2 separate regions of the Sus scrofa genome follow, and region 1 is linked to region 2. A link is a contact called in public promoter capture Hi-C data. All regions are on one chromosome and are shown on one strand. Each heading gives the region's core, a stretch centred on a gene start, on an enhancer-like site or on the middle of the called end of the contact. The rest is flanking DNA. Distances are from core to core; before and after follow the strand shown. Region 1 overlaps TRAPPC3L (trafficking protein particle complex subunit 3-like protein). Region 2 holds the start of RWDD1 (RWD domain-containing protein 1).

Evidence for each region. Promoter capture Hi-C pulls out the DNA fragments that hold promoters and counts their contacts.
Region 1: a contact with region 2 is called in a promoter capture Hi-C map of liver, with 2.5 times the contacts expected there. The contact joins the enhancer-like site here to the promoter of RWDD1 in region 2. A contact is called at or near these places in 1 of 5 promoter capture datasets (liver), 10 of 47 Hi-C or Micro-C datasets (brain, embryonic fibroblasts, heart right ventricle and 4 more) and 1 of 2 datasets of contacts at active chromatin or transcription factors (alveolar macrophages).

Annotation. Positions count from the first base shown.
Region 1 is chr1:82,123,693-82,127,725 of Sscrofa11.1, forward strand. All of the region lies in intron 3 of TRAPPC3L (trafficking protein particle complex subunit 3-like protein), which reads right to left. All of the region lies in intron 1 of FAM26D (protein FAM26D), which reads left to right. Among named protein-coding and RNA genes, the nearest start is that of FAM26D, 16 kb to the left of the region's middle. Within about 2 kb of position 1,824, at least 38 of the 83 cell types and tissues checked have an H3K27ac peak or open chromatin away from gene starts, as enhancers often do. A contact at or near this core is called in alveolar macrophages, liver, mesenteric adipose tissue and 2 more, where this site is marked.
Region 2 is chr1:82,159,573-82,163,727 of Sscrofa11.1, forward strand. RWDD1 (RWD domain-containing protein 1) reads left to right here and starts at 1,799. Exons shown (of 7, transcript XM_001928520.6): 1 at 1,799-2,409. The coding sequence starts at 2,337.

The DNA of each region.
Region 1 (4,033 bases), core at 574-3,073, 36 kb before region 2:
CTTCTTTCACCCCTCCCAGGGGTACAAAGGGGAACAGATCCAGTGTGTGGGTGTTTATATAAGGCAGTTCTTGCCTGCTCAGAGGGGGGAATTAAGCCTAAATGGATCTGTTTGTTTCAACCAGTTTCTTATTTCTAATAATTCAGTTGCCATATTTCTGGACCAAATGGTAAGTATTTTCAAAAGATTTTATGTGTTCCTTTTGCTGTTGATCCTTATTTAAAAAATACTGAGACTTTCATGACTACAAAGGGATTTTCTTTCTTTTTAATTTTTTCCACTCCCATCTTCCCTGCTCAAAAATGTTACTAAAGAGGAAAATGGCCTGACATTCAGCTAACTGTGAGGCCAGCCTTCTCTGGAATGCTGTGTGATGTGTGCTGTGACGTCTGTGGAATTCCATCCGTGTTTATCTAGGGCTCCCACTGATTTTAACATCGTTTGTTGGGAAATGTGGAATAAGTAAAGAAATTCGGTTGGCCCCTACCACTGAATTGTGAGTTAGCATTTGAAAAGTAGTAATTAACAGCAAAGTTAAATGTTCTTGGGAGTTCCCAACCTGTCTCAGCAGTAATGAACATGATTAGTATTTATGAGGATGCGGGTTTGATTTCCGGCCTCGCTCAGTGGTTAAGCCTTGCCCTGAGATGCGTTGTAGTTTGCAAATGCGGTTCGGATCCTACGTGGCTGTGGCTGTGGTGTAGGCTGGCAACTGTAGCTCTGATTTGACCCCTGGCAACTTCCGTGTGCACGGGGCGGCCCTAAAAAGACAAAAAGACAAAAAAAAAAAAAAAAAAAAAAAAAAAAAAAGTTCTATCTAAGCCTATTCATCTGTAATCTGATTAGCTTCCGAGGCTGAGGCTCCCGGCGCTTTAGCCCTGGCCCCGCCCCTGCCTGCTCTGCACTCAGAAGCCCTAGGACCTGGTCTCCAGCTGCCACACCATCTGTTGTGAAAACGACCCTCCAGGTCTGCCCAGACTCTTCTGATCAAAGACGAAGCTCGGGGTTTGACTTCTCCTCACCCCTTCAGTTCCTTGCGGAAGTCACAGGGAAGGAATGCCTGGCTTCCCCATTCCAGGACGTCCATTTCCCATTTAAGTCCTCTGCTTGAGGGTGGGAGGCCTCTACCAGAATAGCTAAATCCTCAAACATCTCTTTATAACTTATTCTAGTATAAAACATTGGCAAGATACCTAAATATTTTAGAATGGGGGGGGTGTCTTTGTAACTACCCGCCTCTGTTGTAAGCACCAGCATCAGTTAGCTGTCTGATGGAGGGGACATTCGTGGTACTCATCCTGGATCCCCTCCTTTCCCACCCTGCAGCGTCAAGATCCCTGGCAGGTTGTCACTGAGTTGTCTGAGGTGGACAGATTGGAGCTGAGTGGAGAGGGTGGCCTCCATTGGTAGGAGAGCTGAAGGAGGAAGGCGGAGCCAGGGCATATTAGCATCAGGTGATGCCCATCACTAGGCGGCGCAGTGCTGTGCTCCCAGTCCTGGAGCGGTGAAAGCAGCAAGCAGTTACCTTCTGAGGGGATCATCGCAGTGCTAACCAGCCCTCCCTCTCAGTGAGAGATTTAATAAAGGGCAGGCGTTGCCTGCAATAAAAATGCTCTCTCTATTTTATGCCATTCAGGCTGCATCTCTTCGTCTATCCCTTTAAGTAAGGAGTGTGTAAAAGAAAGGGATGTGCGTCTGTGAGCCTGGAGGGATGGGGGTGGGGGGCGGGTTTGGTGGTGTGTGAGGTGAGGCAACTTTAAAGCTGAGATTTAAATGTTCATCCTAGTAAAAGAAAAACGCTCAAAGGGCAGACAAAAGCCTCCCCATTTTGAGCACAGGCTTATATCGACGCAATCTGAGTGTCATGTACCGTACTTGGGCACACTCCATTTAGGCTTTCACGCAGAATTGTGAAATACGGTGACTTTGGGGCAAAGTGTTTCTTTAAAAAAGTACCTTGTTTAGAAAATGAAGGAAGCCAAATGTAATCAGAAAAAAAGAAAAGAGGAAAGTAAAATACAGAAGCATAAGGAACAAAACTGTTTTTAAGAGAGAAATACTCTAAAATATACTGATGTCTCTGACTTGAATGGCCTGGTTCAAATTAGTTTCACCTGGCAGTTTTCCTATTCACCTAAAAAAAGTCAGGTCATCTCTGGTAACATTCTCTGGAAAAAACCACAGAATGCCAAGAGAAAAGACTGCAAGAGATTGAGAAAAACAAAAGCAAAAGCCCCATAGGATTAGAGGACCAGAACTTTTATGATTGGTTCCTTTGTAAGAAATTCAAAAGAAAAACCTAACACCATCTAGTGTTGAATTTTTCTTTGGAAAATGTGGTTATCTCTCTTCCACCAAAGCATCCTTCTGAGTTTACTGTTTTGAGAAATGTCTGCCCCTCTCTTGCTAATCGTCTAAAATACGTTAAACTAACAATGTGGTTTCACTTGGACTGCTTCCTAGGGGAAACATTTTTTGGGGGGGAAAGATTTGCTTACTTATTATCTGTGAAATACAGAACAATGACAATTCTCTACTTCAGTTCCTTATATTTAGCATGCTAAATGGAGCACACTACACTATTCTCTACAGGAATTCTAGCCTCTGAAACAGAGAAAAACAAATACCGGCATCAGTGAGGTGAAGGAACTGCGCGGAGTGTTCATGGGTAAATAAGACTCATAAATTACTGCTACTAATTTCTTAGACAGGAAGAACAAGATCTTTGCCAATTACTTTCCCTCATTTGGGGGAAATCTCAGGGTGTTTTTCATACCCAGATGCCTTTCCTGAGGAATTCCCTAAGATATGTTACCCTGTTGCTTTGGCCTCAGATAATGCACAAGGATGGTCAGTCCACAGTTTGGCTATGGGCCTGGAAGTGGCTTAGCATGAAAACTCTACCTGATAGAGGGCTAGTGACTGCCTGCCGAGGCCAGAGGCTCTCTTTGGGGGACTTTAAACCTGAGGCACACAGAGAGAGTCACAATCTGGGTGACTGGGCAGAAGACAAAAATGCCTGGAGAAAAGACATTAAACAGAAGCCATGAGGTAGCAAAATCTGTGAGGTGGCAGATTCCTGAGGTGGAGAGAAGATAAGGAAGAATAGAGCCAGGTGTGCAGATAGCCTGCAAGAGCATTGTAATCAGAGTAGCTGAGTCACTAAAGTGGCAGGAGGTTTAAGTAAGAAACCACAAATGCCTGCTATTAAGATGACAAGATAGACTGAATTTCTGCTCTTTCACGAGGCTTAGCTATTGTGTCCCAGAATAATCTTACAATAAGCCCCTATGACCTGATATAACCCACATATTGGCAGCATAAAGGAGTCTACCTCATGCAGTTTGGCTCCATGATGAGTTTTGGATATATTTCAAATATTTTCCACGATAAATGGAATGACTTATTTAAATGATCAATTTTGTCTCTAGCTTCTCCTCACAATAAAACCTACTGTAAGTGCATCTGGAAATAATGAGGCATATTTTTGTGTAACTAAGAAGTTTTTGTAGATCTTAAAGAAAGGTACAATAATTGTATTTTCTATTCGCCCTCATAATAAACTGGAAGAGCTATGTATCCATTAAGTCAAGTGAAATGTAATATCTAATGATTTGATTACCTATTTTTTTTTTTTTTTGTCTTTTTGCTATTTTTTTGGGCCACTTCTGTGGCATATGGAGGTTCCCAGGCTAGGGGTCGAATTGGAGCTGTAGCCACCGCCCTACGCCAGAGCCACAGCAACGCGGGATCCGAGCCGCGTCTGCAACCTACACCACAGCTCACAGCAATGCCGGATCATTAACCCACTGAGCAAGGGCAGGGATCAAACCCGCAACCCCATGGTTCCTAGTCGGATTCGTTAACCGCTGCGCCGCGACGGGAACTCCTGATTACCTATTTAAATGCTTGCTGTTTGTAATCACAATTGACATCAGTGTAGCAAGAATTAATCTTCCTCTTCTCCTGGAACTTTCCATTCTCATATATATCATGGAGAAAAAAAAGGTTTCAATAAAATTATCAAAATGAG
Region 2 (4,155 bases), core at 549-3,048:
CTTTTCTGCACCTATTTTGATTTTTAAAAGATATTTATTTGTCTTTTTAGGGCTGCACCTGCAGCATATGGTGGTTCCAGGCTAGAGGTCAAATCAGAGCTGCAGCTGCTGGCCCTATGTCACAGCCACAGCAATGTGGGATACGAGCCGCATCTGTGACCCGCATCTGCAACGCCAGATCCTTAACCCACTGATCGAGGCCAGAGATGGAACCCACGTCCTCATGGATACTAGTTGGGTTCATTACCACTGAGCCATGACGGGAAATCCTGATTGTTTTAAATGTTAGGAAATTAAAACACTTTTTACTTGACATTTTTCTTAGATCCACAGGTTTCAGGTGCTATCAACTTCCTTGCCAAACTCATTTTGTTTTCCTCGCCTATCATTTTTATCATAAGAACTTCATCTTTCCAGTCATTCTAACCCCATATTCCCCTTGACTCCCTTTCTCACAACTCATATCTAACTCCTGACAGCTTCAAAATATATCCAGAATTTGTTCTGTCCTATAGCTCACGTTATTGTCTTTTGCTCAGATTATTACCATAGCCTCCTAAAAGGTCTCCATACTTTTAGGCTTGTTGCTCTTAAATATATTTATACTCAGTAGCCACTGGGGTCTTTCTAAAGTAACAGAGTCAGACTGTTACTCTTTAAACTAAACTCCCTGATGACCCTACATGATGTTCATCTGCCACACCAGCTTCCAAAACACCAAGTGGGCTCCCACCTTATGACCTTAGCATTGGCTGTGCCCTCTGCACAGAAGCTCCTTCCCCAATAACTCAATGATTTTTCTGAACTAAGAATATTCAGAACAAGAAGCAACTTGTATAATTCATTTTCATCAGGAGAGTTCCCACTTTTTCCCTAAAAGTTTAAAAGAATGCCTTAAATAGGGAGTTCCCATAGTGGGTCAGGAGAAACAAATCTGATTAGTATCCATGAGGATGCAGGTTTGATCCCTGGCCTTGCTCAGTGGGTTAAGGATCTGGCATTGCCTTGAGTTGTGGTTCAGGCTGGCAGCTACAGCTCTGATTCAACCCCTAGCCTGGGAACCTCCATATGTCGCCAGTGCGGCCCTAAAAAACAGACAAACAAAAAAACCCCACAAAACTGGTTCCCCCTACTATACAAGTAAAACCAGCTTTAATATAGAAAACAAAACAAAGGAAAATACAAACGAGTGTGAAAAACCTTTTATTATGTCTGAAAACTGTTTGGAACTTTAAATCTTTTAATATGTCCTTTCATTTTTTTTGCATTAAAAAAAACTTAATACAACCACGTTTCTTATAAACACAAATAGCTAATTAGCAGTCTTTCCTCAAAAGCATTCTGTTAAGCCATTTCCTTAGCTTGTGTCATAACAGTTCTTTGATAATCCTCCGTAACTGCTGCGATGAACTGGAAGAGAACATTATTACAATGTCATTATTTCTTTAGTTTCATTCTCCCAAATAAAAGGTTCTGACTCTTTTTCGGAATAATGATAATTACTTTTACATTGCTTACCAAAACTGTTAAAGAAACTTAAACACCCATTTCTTCAATTCACAGAAATATGCTATCAGACATATTTGGATCTATATTAAGCCGAGTTCATTTTACAAATTCAAAAGCGAAGCCTAGAGATCTGAATCTAGAACTAAGGTCTACGGACTTTGAGTTGATTTCTCCCCAGATTCTCTGAGGCTATTCAGCCCGATCCAGTACTAGAACTTCTGCTCTTCTGCCCACACTCCCATGGGACGTCAAGAACTTGAAGGTTCGAGAACCGTACAAATCACCTAGGACCCGTCACTAGCCAGCACTAAGACGCGAATCTGTCCCGTCGGTCTCCGCTACCAGGTCACAACCCGGAAACCGGAAACAAATTTGGCGGGGGGCCCAAACGTGCCGACCCTGGCTACCCAATGCGCCCCCGGCACGCCGGGCCGGCCTCAAGCCCAGATACATCGAGCGAAGTGCTATGTTTGTTGAGGGGCTTCTCAGGCTCAGGCCCTGCAAAGCCCAGGAACCAATTCTTAGGTGTCCGTGGCAAATGCCAGACCAGACGCCAATCCTATCCCAGCAAATCCCGACCGGGCGTGGGTCAGGCAGCCCAGCAGCCAGGCCTAACGAGTCGAACGCGGAACTAGGGAGCAGCCGGAGGCCCCTTCGGGGAGGTTGCTCAGCAGGCCTAGCCTGGCTTTGGACCCCAGGCCTTCCAGACGGGGACTCTGCGCCTGCGCCCGCCGGGGCGCTGCCTGCTCTCCCGGCGCGGCCGCGGTACCGGCTGCAGCGCGCCGCCTGGGTGTCTGGGTGATCCATGGGCTGCAGCGAGGGCCGCGATGACAGATTACGGCGAGGAGCAGCGCAACGAGCTGGAGGCTCTGGAGTCCATCTATCCTGACTCCTTCACAGGTGACTTCCGCGGCCGCGGGCCTGCAACTACCTGGCTGTGGAGTGGGACGGGCCGCAGCCTCCACGGCCTTCGGCATCCCGGGCCAGGATGGAGAAGGGAACAGCGAGGCCGCGTGGCCTCCTCGCCCACCACTTTCCTCTAGTTCTCGCGAAGTGTGTACAAGCATTTACTAGCGACTCTATGGCTGTTTCCCCCTCTCCGCTAGTTCCCTGAAATCTCAAAGTCCGGGCGAGGCTGGCGAGGTACCTGGAGTTTCAGGCAGGCCTGGGATTCAGTCGGGGGCGCTTTGGTTTTTGTGTCACTTAGCAGCCAGGGATTTAGTAAAACGAACGTGGATATTTCAAGTGGGAGGAATCTTTCCAGAGCCGCAGAAGTGTCAGCTTTCACATTTTCTCCTTTATTCAGGTAGAAGCTGTTTTTCCTAAGATGGTGTTTTAAAGTTTGTGAGTTCTCAAAGTTACCCAGAATCAGTTTTGAGAGTAGCGCGGTCCCTGAAGTTCGTTGTTTTTCTTTTCTTTCTTTAAAAAAAAATTTTTTTTCTTATTAACATTCTGACATTTTGCCCAATGCCCAAATGAATGAGGGGGCCCAAATTTCAGTTCCGTGAGATCACAGGTAACTGAACTAATAGTAGGGTACCAAACATCATCTAGCCTGGCTTCCTCTTGCTAGAAGCAAAGTAATGGAAGCTCAGGAAAGGTTAAATGCCTTGCTCTGGGTTGGCTAGCAAGTTAGTGTCAGGACTGGTAGTAAGAGTTAGGGCTGGGACTTGGGATCCAGCTGCAGCTGGGATAAGGGGGAGTGGAAGATTACTTGGTAAGTCAGGCTAACATAAGATATTATTGAGAAGTTCATTAAATATATTTTAAAGGAAGGGCATTCTTCTGTATTAAGCCATCCTTCAGATGATTCTGAAAATGCTGCAAGATAACCATTATCATTATCGTTTCTCTCACTTTTACACTCAGTTTTTGAGAGGTGATCTGATAAAGCCAGTATGAGAGAGTATAGCCTAGGTTTGTGAGGGTTATGTTCCCTATCCCTTCCTTTGAGTGTTGTCCATCACTGATTGTCAGAATTTAGAGTGTAAGGTAGGTTAACTCATAAACTCCAACCCCTCACCCTTTTCATTGCTTAGCTTAGTTTTCTTAGTTCTACGCTTTGATCACTGCTTGCAATGGTAGCAAATTTTGTTCTGCTTTGCCAACAGGCAGATGTCTCTCAGCTCTCCCTGTATAGCTCGTCCTGTTCATGTTCTCTCTCACCAGCAATACAGCTGTGCTGTGAGGATGTTAAGGGGATGAGTGAAGAGGGGTTTGAGAGTGTCATTAACTGGGTGAGTGTGTATGGAGTATGGCTCCCTTCTCTCTCCTTGCTTATATATCAATGTCTAAATAAAATAGAATATAGGGTCACTCGTTGGATGTATTCTTAATCATGACATTTGGTCATTTCTAGTACATTGGTGATATAACAGCCATGAACACAGTGTGGTCCAGAGTTAAGAAAGCATAAGATGTGCTCTTTTTGTTTCTTTAGACATAAGGTATCACTCATTAAAGATGTGCATGTAAGCATTTATGAAAGTGACACAGTTTTAACCCTAAAATAATCAGATGGTTCTTTCAAATTGTACTAGTCTCTGATATAGTTCAGTATGTGAAATTCTTGTCAGATGCAGAAGTGCTTGAGGATTCTGAGCCAGGTTAATAAAAGACACCCTGTGAATCTTTGATGCATCAAGT